2 separate regions of the Mus musculus genome follow, and region 2 is linked to region 1. Evidence: chromatin contacts called from public HiChIP or PLAC-seq data. All regions are on one chromosome and are shown on one strand. The core of a region is the stretch at or near the end of the contact, and the rest is flanking DNA. Distances in the headings are between cores, read along the strand shown. Region 1 overlaps Myom1 (myomesin 1). Region 2 overlaps Lpin2 (lipin 2).

What was found. HiChIP or PLAC-seq counts read pairs in DNA pulled down with a chosen protein or histone mark.
Region 2: an H3K27ac HiChIP or PLAC-seq map of microglia shows a contact between it and region 1, with 3 times the contacts expected there. The contact joins two enhancer-like sites. A contact is called at or near these places in 1 of 15 datasets of contacts at CTCF or cohesin (CD8 T cells), 1 of 484 Hi-C or Micro-C datasets (bone marrow-derived macrophages), 3 of 115 datasets of contacts at active chromatin or transcription factors (CD8 T cells, the HPC-7 cell line and microglia) and 3 of 9 other capture datasets (adipose tissue, liver and pancreatic islet).

What each region holds. Positions count from the first base shown.
Region 1 is chr17:71,126,275-71,132,240 of GRCm38.p6, reverse strand. Myom1 (myomesin 1) reads right to left here. Exons shown (of 37, transcript NM_001083934.1): 37 at 5,385-5,966. The coding sequence ends at 5,872. Among named protein-coding and RNA genes, the nearest start is that of Lpin2, 54 kb to the left of the region's middle. Within about 2 kb of position 4,585, at least 33 of the 459 cell types and tissues checked have an H3K27ac peak or open chromatin away from gene starts, as enhancers often do. A contact at or near this core is called in the HPC-7 cell line, adipose tissue, bone marrow-derived macrophages and 1 more, where this site is marked.
Region 2 is chr17:71,211,043-71,217,135 of GRCm38.p6, reverse strand. It overlaps Lpin2 (lipin 2), which reads right to left. Exons shown (of 20, transcript NM_001357791.1): 2 at 1,972-2,172. The coding sequence starts at 2,163. Among named protein-coding and RNA genes, the nearest start is that of Lpin2, 31 kb to the right of the region's middle. Within about 2 kb of position 2,370, at least 75 of the 459 cell types and tissues checked have an H3K27ac peak or open chromatin away from gene starts, as enhancers often do. A contact at or near this core is called in the HPC-7 cell line, adipose tissue, bone marrow-derived macrophages and 1 more, where this site is marked.

The DNA.
Region 1 (5,966 bases), core at 3,336-5,835:
ACTGTAAGCCAGCCCCAATTAAATGCTGTCCTTTATAAGAGTTATAGTGATCATGGTTTCTCTTCACAGAAATAGGAACCCTGAATAAGACAGTGTGTGTGTGTGTGTGTGTGTGTGTGTGTGCTGCAGCATGTGTGTGAAGGTCAGTGGACAATCTGTGAAAGTTGGTCCTCTCCTTCCAACTGTGAGTCCTGGGGACTGAACTCAGGTTTCTGGGGACCGAACTTAGGTCATCAGGCTTGGTGGCAAGTGCCTTTACCCACTGAGCCATCTCTCCAGCCCTGCTCTTTGGTACTTTAAAGTTCTTGATCCTCTGCCCCCTGGTTTCCATAGCCTCTCAGGCAGAGTCTCATAACAGTCTACTTTTGTTCCACTGCAGTGTAACTTGTAGTCTGCTGACTGCTTTAAGGAGTTTTCTTTATGAATATTTTTCTTTTGCAAATTCACTATATTTTGGTAGACTTCCATTTCCTACTTAATGTATTCATTCTCTCCTCGGGCTCCTTGGATACATGGAAGATATTAAGTCATTTTGCAGTCAGCACTTGGGACTGAATTTAGCTTGCACATGCTCTGCACAAGTAATATACGAATGAGCTACATTCTTGGCTTTCTCATTTTTTTATTTTGAGACAATGCCTCACAAGATTGCCCAGGCAGGCCTTGAACTTAAAATTCACCTGCCACAGCCTCCCTAGTTGCTGGTATTACAGGCCTGTGCTACCAGCCTATACTATATTTATAATGAATCCTTTGGATTGCTTACTCACCTAACATGTGTTCCATACTCATGTCATTTCTGGGATTATTTTTATGACTATTTTTCTTCTACTCATCAGCTATAACCATTTTATGCCTTATGCCATTTATTACTTGTCTGTATATATGCATGTATGTGTCTATATACATATATATGTATATATGTATGTTTAAATGTATGTGTGTTTGTATGTATATATGTACATGCATGTATGTGTGTATATGTATGTATATGTATATATGTATGTGTGTATATATGTGTATGTATACATGTATATATGTGTGTATATGTGTACATGTATACATGTGTGTATATGTATATGTGTGTTCATGTATATAGGTGGATATATGCATGTATGTATGTATACATGTATGTATGTGTGGATATATGCATGTATATATGTAGTATGTATTATATATTGGGGGTGCTGGAAACTGAGTAAGGCCTTGCCTGTGTGAGGCAGGTGTTCTCCCAGCAGCAAGACCCCCAGTGTAGAAGCCTACTAAATTTGGATTGGATACGTGCTCTTGTAACGTTACTCTGTTCAATCCTGACCTTGTTTGAAGTGCTTTACATATGATTCTGACACAGTTTCCACTCTTTCAGAAATGTCATCCTTTTTAGGCTTGTTTCCTTTTGTGTTTGTGTCCTTGTGTGTATGTGGTGTGTGTGTGTGTGTGTGTGTGTGCATACACATTTATCTGTGTGTGATGCCTCTGTGTGTGCACACATGTGTGCCTCTGTGTGTGTATGTGTTTGTACATACACATGTACCTGTATGTACACATAGAGGCCAGAAAGCGATGTGGGCTGTCTTTCTCTATTATTCTCTGCCTTCGTACATTGAGACAAGTCTCTTGGAAGCAGAAATTCACCATTTTGAATAGGATGGCTGGCCCGTGAGCTATCCTGTCTCTGCCCCCATGCTAGAATGGTAGACACTTGGAGCCATACCGGGTCTTTATGCGGACACTGAGCTCAGAGCAGGCATGCTCAGCCATTGAGGCACCTCTCCATATGCGCAAAGCTTCCTGAGCCACCCCTCCGTATGCGCACAGCTTCCTTTTCCACTCTGGGGTCTGAAGCAGCTTCCTTTGCTGCTTTCAGTCTAGGCCTCCAGGGTGAAAGTGAGAAACTTCTGGTCCATCTGCCCAACCCGGTGTGGACCACACTTTTCACTTGCATTGGTGGCAATGAGCTCTACTTCCAGCCCACGTGAGCTTCAAGAATTGTTTGTCTGATCACTCCACTGGCTCCCTCCAGAACTCCCACAGGCCACCTGCAGCACGCTGGCCCCTGTCCTCTGTGCAGTTCTTCTCACTCATAAACTTCCTAGGCGCCTCTCCCTCTTCAGTTCAGTGAAGCTGAGCGGTAGCCTAAGCTCTTCATCCAAGCAAGCAGCCAGAGAAGTCACAGCTGTTGCTATCACCCATTCCCAGCCCCCTTAGGAGTCACAGTCCTATGTGTGTGGGCTACCCCAGGCCCCAGACATTTTCTGCTTTATATTTAGCCAAGTTTTCTAGCCGTCTGTGGGAGAACAATCCTCCTAACAGTGATCCTTTGTGGCCAGACTCAGAAGTCTCCCGTAGCGAAGGATTACACTTGCTTCTCTGGACTCCAGACATCATTTCCATTTTTATGGGTGTTCTTGTGGGACTCATACCATGATATGCTGTAAATGTGGACCCCACATGCAACCATTACTGACTTGAAGAGTTAATTTTTTTTTCTTCCTAGAACCACCTCCAGGCAGATGGCTTATACAGCGAGCATCCCCATGCCAGTTGGCGATACTTTTTACTGTGACCAATTTTGTTTTGTCTAAGCTGCCTTTGCACAGCCCACTTTGAACAAGTGAGTCTTGTTCTGGGGTTAGTATTAATTTCCAGTCCCTGCTGTGAGGACCTCTCTCTATATATATAATTAGTATTATGGCTTTATAGAGTCTGCATATTTTATGTGTGTATATATGAGTATTATGCGAGTGTATGTGTGTGAGTGTGCATAGGGGTGTGTATGAGTGTGTTCATATGTGAGTATGTTTGTGTATGTAAGGGTGTGTTTGAATGTGTATATGAGTATTGTGAGTGTATGTGCATGTGTGTGCATATGTAAGGATGTGTGTGTGTTTGTGTGAGTGTTTGTGTATGGGTGTGTGTGTATATACATTATATGAGTGTGTGAGAATGTGGTCAACCTCAGATGACATACGTGGGGAGCCATCTACTTTGCTTTGTCTAGACTGGCTGGCCAGAGGGCCCTGGGATGCTTGGGCCTCCCTCTGCCTCTTCAGCACTGGGATCCTAAGGGCACACCATGCTCTGCTTTGTATGAGGTGCTAGGGATCCAACTCTGGTCTTCCCCCATGCCTGCGTGGGAAGTTCTTTACTGACTGAGCCACCTTTCCACTCTCTTTATTTTTATATACTTGGAATTTTTCAGATAGTTTAACCTAGTAACAGCTTAGGTTTCTGATTCGAACTTAGAATGTTTGACTATCATCTTATATCTAGGTTTATATATAACATGAAAATATTTAAAAGAACTCAAATTTTCTGGGTTTTGGGTTTTGTTTTGTTTTGTTTTGTTTGTTGTTGTTGTTGTTTTTGGCTGTTAAGGTTAATTTCTTGGGAATATTGTTTAAGCCAGATAATGACAATGATTAAAATGGAAAAAAGATCAGTTGATAAATATACTTTAACAAATTAAAGAGACTTTTTAACACTATAAAGAGTAGTCTTAAAACTAATTTTTTCAATGACTAAACGTTTAAATAGAAAAAAAAAAGTAAGGATGTACTTTCAAGGACTTGGAAATATTCAGAAGTTGTCACTGGCCTGTATATATTAATTTTATAAAAACAGACATTTACTACGTTCCAGGATGACTATATCCACAGCCTGCCTGCAGCAGGCCACAGATTCCTAAATTATGGGTTAAAAGGAAACTTCAGAATAGTTTTATCAACATGACTGTGGTTTCAGTTGTGGCCTTCTATGTAGAAATAGCTTCAAAAGCTACTGGATAATGATGTGGTCCAGTTTGGTCGCTATACTGGCTGGGATAGTTCTTAGAGTCAGTTTGTTGAGGAATCTTAGCATCTATTTCCCTGATATAAACATTTCTCTCCCTTTCCTTGATGTTATCCCATCAGGTCCTCCTACCACATCGTGGGGTTCCCAGTGGGAGTACATGTTGGTTTCATGTTCTTGTACAATTTCAGAAGTCAGAACATGGTGTGTGTGTGTGTGTGTGTGTGTGTGTGTGTGTGTGTGTGTGATTTAGCATGTCTTCTCCAGCAGCCTGGGTAGGTCTCTCTCAGTAAAAGGCAATGGGATCAACTCCCACTTCTAGTCACCCAACACTGGGACCCTGCTTGCTGCTTCGGTTGCTGCATTGTGAGTTCTGCAGAGGGCTCAGGAGCCTCTATCTCAGCATGAGAGACTGCCTCTGCTGGACTCTTCTCAGGCTTCCTGGCAGGTATGCATCCAGTGGCCCGTTCCTTCTGGGTCTACTTGAGCCCAAGCAGCCTTTTGCTGAAGCAGGGAGAATTTGAACTATGTCTGGAAAGCGACCTTCAGCTGGGGTTCACTTGGTTTCCAGGAAATGCATTTATTAACTACACTAGAGTGTATATTTTTCCATACTGAAGGACTTGAAGCCTGCTAGTTTTGCAAAGAAATGAAGTTTACTTAGTTTAGAAGTGGAGCAGCCAAGATCAGGCAATCCCAGGCTTGGCTTTGGTGAGAGCCTCATGAGTCCTGTGGAAGTGAGGGCTGCCGTCACCAGAGAGGAAGCTGCCATCCAAGGAACAAGCCCTTCTCATGAACCAAGCTTCCTGTTACGAGAGCTCAGTGCCCCGCTCCTGCCTGGGTTCATCGCTGCAGCAGCTGACACTCAGCTGGATAGGGAAGGACCAACAGTCAGATTAGAGCCAACTTCAGCCCTGATCTTTTAAAAGCTCTATATACTTAGGAGCCATTTCTGCAGCATAGGGAAGACTGCTTGGTTCTTGGTGTCATAGTTTGAATGTGCCCCAGTGTTCACAACCAGGACTCATGTCTGCTGGTGTGGAGGAACGGGATCTTCAACAGGTATTTAACCAGGAAAGCAGGGGTGAATGTTGTCAGTGTGCACAGTAGACTGGTTTAGTTGCCTCTAGAGAGGGTTCCTGACAAAAGGCTGAGTTTGTATGCAACCTCCTCACTTCTGAGAGTTCACTCTTGCTTGTCTTCCTGGCATCACAGGGCAGCCAAAAAGTCCTTAAGATTCTGGCTCCCTATCCTTTCCAGATGCCAGAATTTTGATCTTGGATTTTGGTGCCTCCAGAACTTCAAAAAATTAATCTCTTTTCATTAGGTTTGGATGTTCTGTCATAATTAGTTGACACACTTCAATCAAAGACTACTCCATCTTAGTGATGGAGTATAGTGTACGTGATCAGATGTGCAATGTGAGTGTGACTTGGAATTCTGAGCCGTGGCTGACCACAGATGGCTTATCTGACCATGTCCAGAAGGAACTGCTTTTGCCCTAAGGGTGTAAACCAAAAGATGAGCTACAGAAATGATTAGGAGGAGGTGGAAAGGCCCCAACATGGTGAGGATCAGAGAGACACAAGGGGAAAGAGGAAAGGCAGGAGACTTTATTCACACTGGGGGAGGCCAGTTCACAAGGCTGCTATCAGAAATGCACCACCTCTACTAACAGGGACCCACCATACTCAAGCCTACAGGCACATGCCTCTATTTTGATAGAACATGAGGTATGGACACAATTCCTAAGAGCTTACAGGTAAAGCGTCACCGGCTTCCATGCTGGCCTCACTTCTGCTCTCGCTCAGCACTTCTCCAACATCCTCTGCCCTTCTTCCTTGAAATCATTTCCTAATGTTTTCTTACTACATAAATTGTAGATTAAAACCCTTAATGTGTTCTTCAATGGTGCCTCCTCATCTATAGGAATAAGAGATCTGATGACTTCCTCCTAAGCCAGCACAAAATGGAGCCACCAGGAGGATTTCATCGTCTGTAGCCCAATCCTTTTCACGACAGCAGCATGATGGGTGGCCAGCTGGTCCTGGCTCTCCTCAAAACTCCCCCAGTCTCTGCTCACTTGGACTTCTGGTTGCCCTTGGGAGGCTCCATTGCTCCCTTCCTCAACTCCTCCTCTGGGATGAACACACTAACGGTGAAGTCGCTGGTCT
Region 2 (6,093 bases), core at 1,121-3,620, 87 kb before region 1:
AATGTAGTTAATTTAAAAATCAGTGAACAGCTTACCCTAATGCAGAAAGGCCTGCGACAAGAGGTCAATGTAAGTCACCAGTGCGCCTATGACAGATAAAGCTCAAGTTTTACTTTCATAAGAAAGCTGTGTTTTGGTAAATCAAATGGACAGATTTCTTCTCAAATAGATCTCCTAGATTCTGGGATATGAAGGAAGGGAACAGGAAAGAAGAAATTTTTTCTTTTCTTGGGCCCTGTGTATTATGATCCTAAAAGTACTTGGGGTAGGGGTGGGATGTCTGACAAGGTATTTAACAGTTAATGGTTAATAAAACCACCCGTGTAACCTGGTAAAGAAATTACATCTCTAATTACAAAGTGCACAGAGAATACACACATCTGCTCAGCTTCTCACTTACACAGAGGACAAATGCCTGCACACATCTGCTGCAGCTCCACTCAAAGGCCAAAAGCCTGAGTCAACCTATCAATTAGAAACCTGGTTCCAGAGAACGGTGGGGGGCGGGTATGGTATGGTGGGAGAAACTTCTGAGAAGACCCCCAAAAGAAATTTTACAAACAGATCCTTGAACATCTATGGAGAAACAGCTCTAATATGAAAGTACTAATAGTGTCACTACAAAAACCACAAAGGAAACAAACACAGAAAGCACTAACTATGGCTAGACAACCCTGCCCTAGAGTAGAAGCTGCCAGGCCAAGAAGTAACACTGTAGCTGCTTCTGCTTTCTAATGGGATCAAGCAAAGGCTAGTCTGAAAAATCCAGTGGGAAATGATTTTATAACACCCAAAGAGATGGTTTCTCTTTGAAAAATAAAGTCTAGTTTTGGAAACCCACTTTCTTTCAGTTTCAAAAACCCAAAGCCTAAGTAGAGGGAGATGTATATCCAAAAAAACACCAGCAAAAACCTCTTTAACTTGTGCATGTTGGTCCTTCGGCACCCACCCTTCCACTGTGCTACCCAGTGGCAAAGTGCTCCGAAATCTTAGTAAGAGTTGCTGACATTATTATCACCATGTGGAAGACAATGTGGAAGTGAAAAGTTGCCAAATACATGCTCTACAAAGTTTTATCATTAACTCTGTTTTAAAACCTACCATACACACAATTCAAAAACCTTCTTATTGCCCAATACTTGAGGGAAATGATAATTTAAAAACATCCAAACACTGCCCCCCATTAAATGCAAAAGAGGAAAAATACAAACATTCAATTGGGGTGTTTATTTCTTTTAAATAAATATAATCTACACTTGATTACATGAGCTTAGTCTACCTACTCATAATCAGTACAACAATATTATCATATATGTTTGTGTGTATGTATCAATCAATCAATCAACAGGCTCTCCTGTGTCTCAGGCTGGCCTCGTGCACCTCTGCTATGTGGCTGAGCTGAGAATGCTCCTGTCCTTCTGTCTCTACCTCCTCAGTGCCTGCACAGGCTTGGTGCATGGTATGCAAATGTTTTGCTGACTAAGCTGTATCTCCAGACTGCATTATTTTATTTTTAGAGAGCCTTTTTTTTTTTTTAAACTGAGGATTTAAAGCATGTACATGAGCCACAGGGTACACGGGTCAAGTCACTGGATGACTTCTGAGTGTGTTCTCTTGTTGCACCCTGTGGGTCTCAGGACTGATGGAGAGAGCCTTTACCACTGAATCATCTTGCTGGCCCTACACTATTTTAAAGTGCTATATTAAATAAAGCAAAATTTCTTTTTCAAAATAAGCCCAACTTCCTCATTTGTAATTATCTCCAGTTTTGTTCTGAGTCTCTTCATGATTTCAGTTTCTTTTTCATTTGGAGAAACTTTCTATAAGAGAGTCTTTTGAATTTAGAAGCCAATTCAAAAGCAGTACCTATAAAGTTGGTTTCTTACCATGGTCTTCAATAGCATGCAAGTTTAAAAAAAAAAAAAAGAGTAAGAGGAAGGGGCCGGTCACCATGGTGACCTGTGCACTCACCACTTTCTCCTTGGACCTCAGGACACCCAGCTTCCCGAAGCGTACGTGAAAAGGCGAGCACTGGTAGGAGCCATCCTGCTGCCTCACCACGACCACATCGATGCATCCAGACAACGTGGCTTGGTTAATGCCCTTGTAGAGTTCCTTCACAGTGACGAGCACCTGCCCAGCCAGCTGGCCCACATAATTCATGGTTTGAGACTGAGAAAAGAAAACGATGTCAGCACTAACTTTGACAACTAACAGCAACGACATAAAGAGTTTGATTAAACATACACTCTGCTCTGCTGTCCAGAGCCCATTGCTCTCCTGCTGCCCCAGCTACATCACACATATGTCTCAGACTGGCAGTGCCTCTAAGTGGGGTTGGAGGCTGTGGAAGTTCTGTTTCCTTCCACACCCCAGGGTGGGGCCAACTGTCTTCATCTCCCTCCACCAACCGCTCAGGACCTGCAGTACTATGTCCACTCTGACCACAGGAGGCAAGGACAGGAGGACTGTCACCTCCAGGGGAAGCTTGGGATTTATCTTTGCAGAGAGACAAGGGATACAACTGAGAACCGAGATCTTCTGGTTCAGATACATCAGGTACATGCTGCGTCAAGCGAGCTGTGGTAAGCTGCGCCAAGACTAACACACGTACCATGACTTCAGAACCTCAACATGGCATAATGGGACATAACGTTTGTGTCCCACAATGTTCAGAGCACAAAAGGGGTTTTGGTTTCTCAACTTCAACTCACTACTCAAATCAAGATCACCAGAGCTCTGCAATTCAAAAGAGAGAGGGTACATCTAAATCTGGCTTCACCCCTTACCCTGACTCATCCACTGAAAAACCCAACCCACACCAAAACAAACCCATTAGTCCTCAGGCTGTCAGCTCTCCCTCCAGCGGGTGAACACACCATCACTCAGCAGACACCTTTATGTTACGTTAAAGCCAAATCCACAGAGAGTCCATCCCCTGGATGTAGGATCAGAAAAACCTCCAGCTTTAGGCTAATGCAGAAGTCAATTTTTATTGGACTCTAGGAGTAATGAGTCCAAACTATTAACTGCGCAGAGTGGCCTCTCTAAACCAGCTCTGGTTGCCCTAAGCTCAAGATTCCATATTTGCAAAGTTCTAGAGAGACATTCTGTGTTGTCAGGTAAGTCCTAGGTGGAACAGGGACAAAGTGCTGATCCCCTAAAAAAAATGAAGTGGACCTGCCAGGTCCCATCAGCACATAACTCAGCCTACTGGCCAGAGACAGTCAGTGCCTAAGGCAAGACAGACTCCACTCAACAGTCTATACAGAGATGACTGTAACCACAGTCTAGCTGTTGAGTAGCCTGAAGCATATAATCCTGATTATTCCCCTGGGTATTCCAAGGTTTCCAACTGCACATTCCAAAGAGCTTGCTTTGTGCAATGTACACAAGCAGCTACATTTACTACGATCTCCTAAGGTGGAGGATGTCATAATTATAAAGAAAATATGTTATAGCCATGAAACAATTATAAACAGGTGGCTTTGGTTTTAGGATGAGGATGGTTGCTTTTATTTTGATAGCAAGGCCAGATTAAGCACACATCAAATACTTAATTTTTGAAAAAAAAATTTTTTTGAGATAGAGTCTCACTGTACAGTCCTGGCTGGCCTGAAACTCAAGACATAGACTAGGTTGCTTCTGAGCACAGAGGGATCTGCCCACCCCTGCCTCCTGGATGCTGAGATTAAAGGTGCCACCACTCCTGACCAACCTTTCTCTCCAGGGTCTCTTTGTAGTCAAGATGGCCTAGAACTTAAGACAACTTTAGTCTCTAAAGTGTTGGGATTACAGGTGTGTGCTACTATATTTGACAATAATTATTTCTTGAATAAGGAAAGAACTATCAAATGAACTACCAATAAACAAGCTAAAACCAATAAACAGCTAAGAGTCATTACTGTACTATGTGCAGCAGAAATACTATTCCATCAGATCACTCATGGATAATCTCATTGTATTTTTTCTTTTTGAAATGGTCTTACTATGTAGCCCCAGCAGGCCTGGAATTCACTATGAGGACGCTACCGGCCTGGACTCACAGAGACCCACTTGCCTCTGCCTCCTGAGCACCACTATTCCTGGCTCATTATGTTTTTAAAGATTAACATTTCTGGATCCAGAGTTCAGAAGCGGCCTGGGCTGCATGAGATCCTACCTCTAATACAGCAAATAAACAACAGTAAACTGCTGTGAGATCAGTGTAGACCTTCAGAGCTCCAAGAAAGAATATGGCTGCCCCAAATCCTCTACTGAGCGTCCACTCAACTGAGTGTCTTTTACTTGGTGTTAATTGGGATGCACAAGCAAAATATCATAACAAGGACACCAACAATCGCAGGTAATGACGGAACACGCCAGGCAGCGTTAACGCACGCCTTTAATCCCAGCGCTTGGGAAGCAGAGGCAGGTGGATCTCTAAGTTTGTAGCCAGCATGGCCTACAAAGTGAGTTCTAGGACAGCCAGGGCTACACAGAGAAACCCAGTCTAGGATGGGGGTGGGATTGTGAAAACCCGAAATTCCACCATCAGCACAACAATCCTGTTGCCCCATACAGTCACACACATTTTTCTCTTGCCTTCTCCTCCCCAGTCCCTGGCAACATTAATATGTTTTCTATTTCTGAAATGTCTGCCATTTAGAAAGGAAGTCATACACACAGCACCATGAAGAATGTAGCCTTTTAGGACTGCCTTCTTTCCCTCATAATTCTCTGGAGACTGATCCAGATGGCTGTATTAATGAACTCATTCTATTTTATTGCTGCACAGTATTTCATGGTATAGACTTACCATTAAAAAGAAAACAAAACAACCCTCCCCCCAAAATAAACCTCTTGTTGAAGAACAAGTAACTGCAGTTTCTGGCTATTACAGATAAAGGCACAATTTTAAGTATCCACACACTGTGTGTGTACAACTGAGTGCAGCTTGTCCGTTGTAAACCACTACAGGCGTGGCTGTTTCGGAGCAGTCAGACTACTTTCCAGAGCTGCTCTACCATTTTATCTTCCCACCAGCAATGTCTACGAGGTGAAGTTATCTGGCATTGGCACACAATGAGGCAGTACTGTTTGGCCATGATTACAAAGATTTGCATTTCTTTAATACCTAACAAAGCTGAACATCCATCTTTTCATGCACTGCTCTGCCCCACGAGTGTCTGACTATGGCATGACAGGACTCAGAGAGTCCTCATCTCACTAAGAAGGGAAGAAAATGCAGGTCTTTGTTCCCACTTCTGTGGTCATGGTATACTGCCATTTTATGTTAAAGACAGACTATCTCCAAAACCAGCCCTGAGGTGAAATTCATCTGGAGGTAGTTCAGCTCATCGCCTCTTTTACCAGAAATGCTTCTTTGTCACCTACCACACCTGACTATTCCTGTCCTCTTAAGTTACACACACTTAAAATATGCTGTTTTATCTGCTGCACCAGACTAAGCAGTCAGTATTATATGACTGACCAATGGTGGTAATGATAAAATGAATACTGTTACAATTTGTAAAAAAAAAAAAAAAATAATAGTACAGACCTTAAAAAAGAAACTGAAAATGGCTACTTTTAAACATCTATATTCAGCCATAAACAACCATGTTCTAAATGTGTAACAAGCTTATATCAACTAGAGCATACAATCCATAATTAAATATAACAACATCTATTCAGGATGATTTTAATTACTGTGGTTAAGAGATATGCTGTTATACATGAAAATCTAGTGTGGAAATTTAGTTGCTAAATGTAGCAAAATACAGGCTGTTAAGAAACTTGTTTTCTGGAGCTGAAGGGATCTGCAGCCCTATAGGTGGAACAACAATATGAACTAACCAGTACCCCTCCCAGAGCTCGGGTCTCTAGCTGCATATGTAGTAGAGGATGGCCTAGTCGGCCATCATTGGGAAGAGAGGCCCCCTGGTCTAGCAAACTTTATATGCCTCAGTACAGGGGAACGCCAGGGCCAAGAAGAGAGAGGGTGGGTAGGGGAGCAGGGTGGGGGGAGGGTATAGGGGACTTTTGGGATAGCATTTGAATTGTAAATGAAGAAAATATCTAATAAAATTGTTTAAAAAATTTAAAAAATTA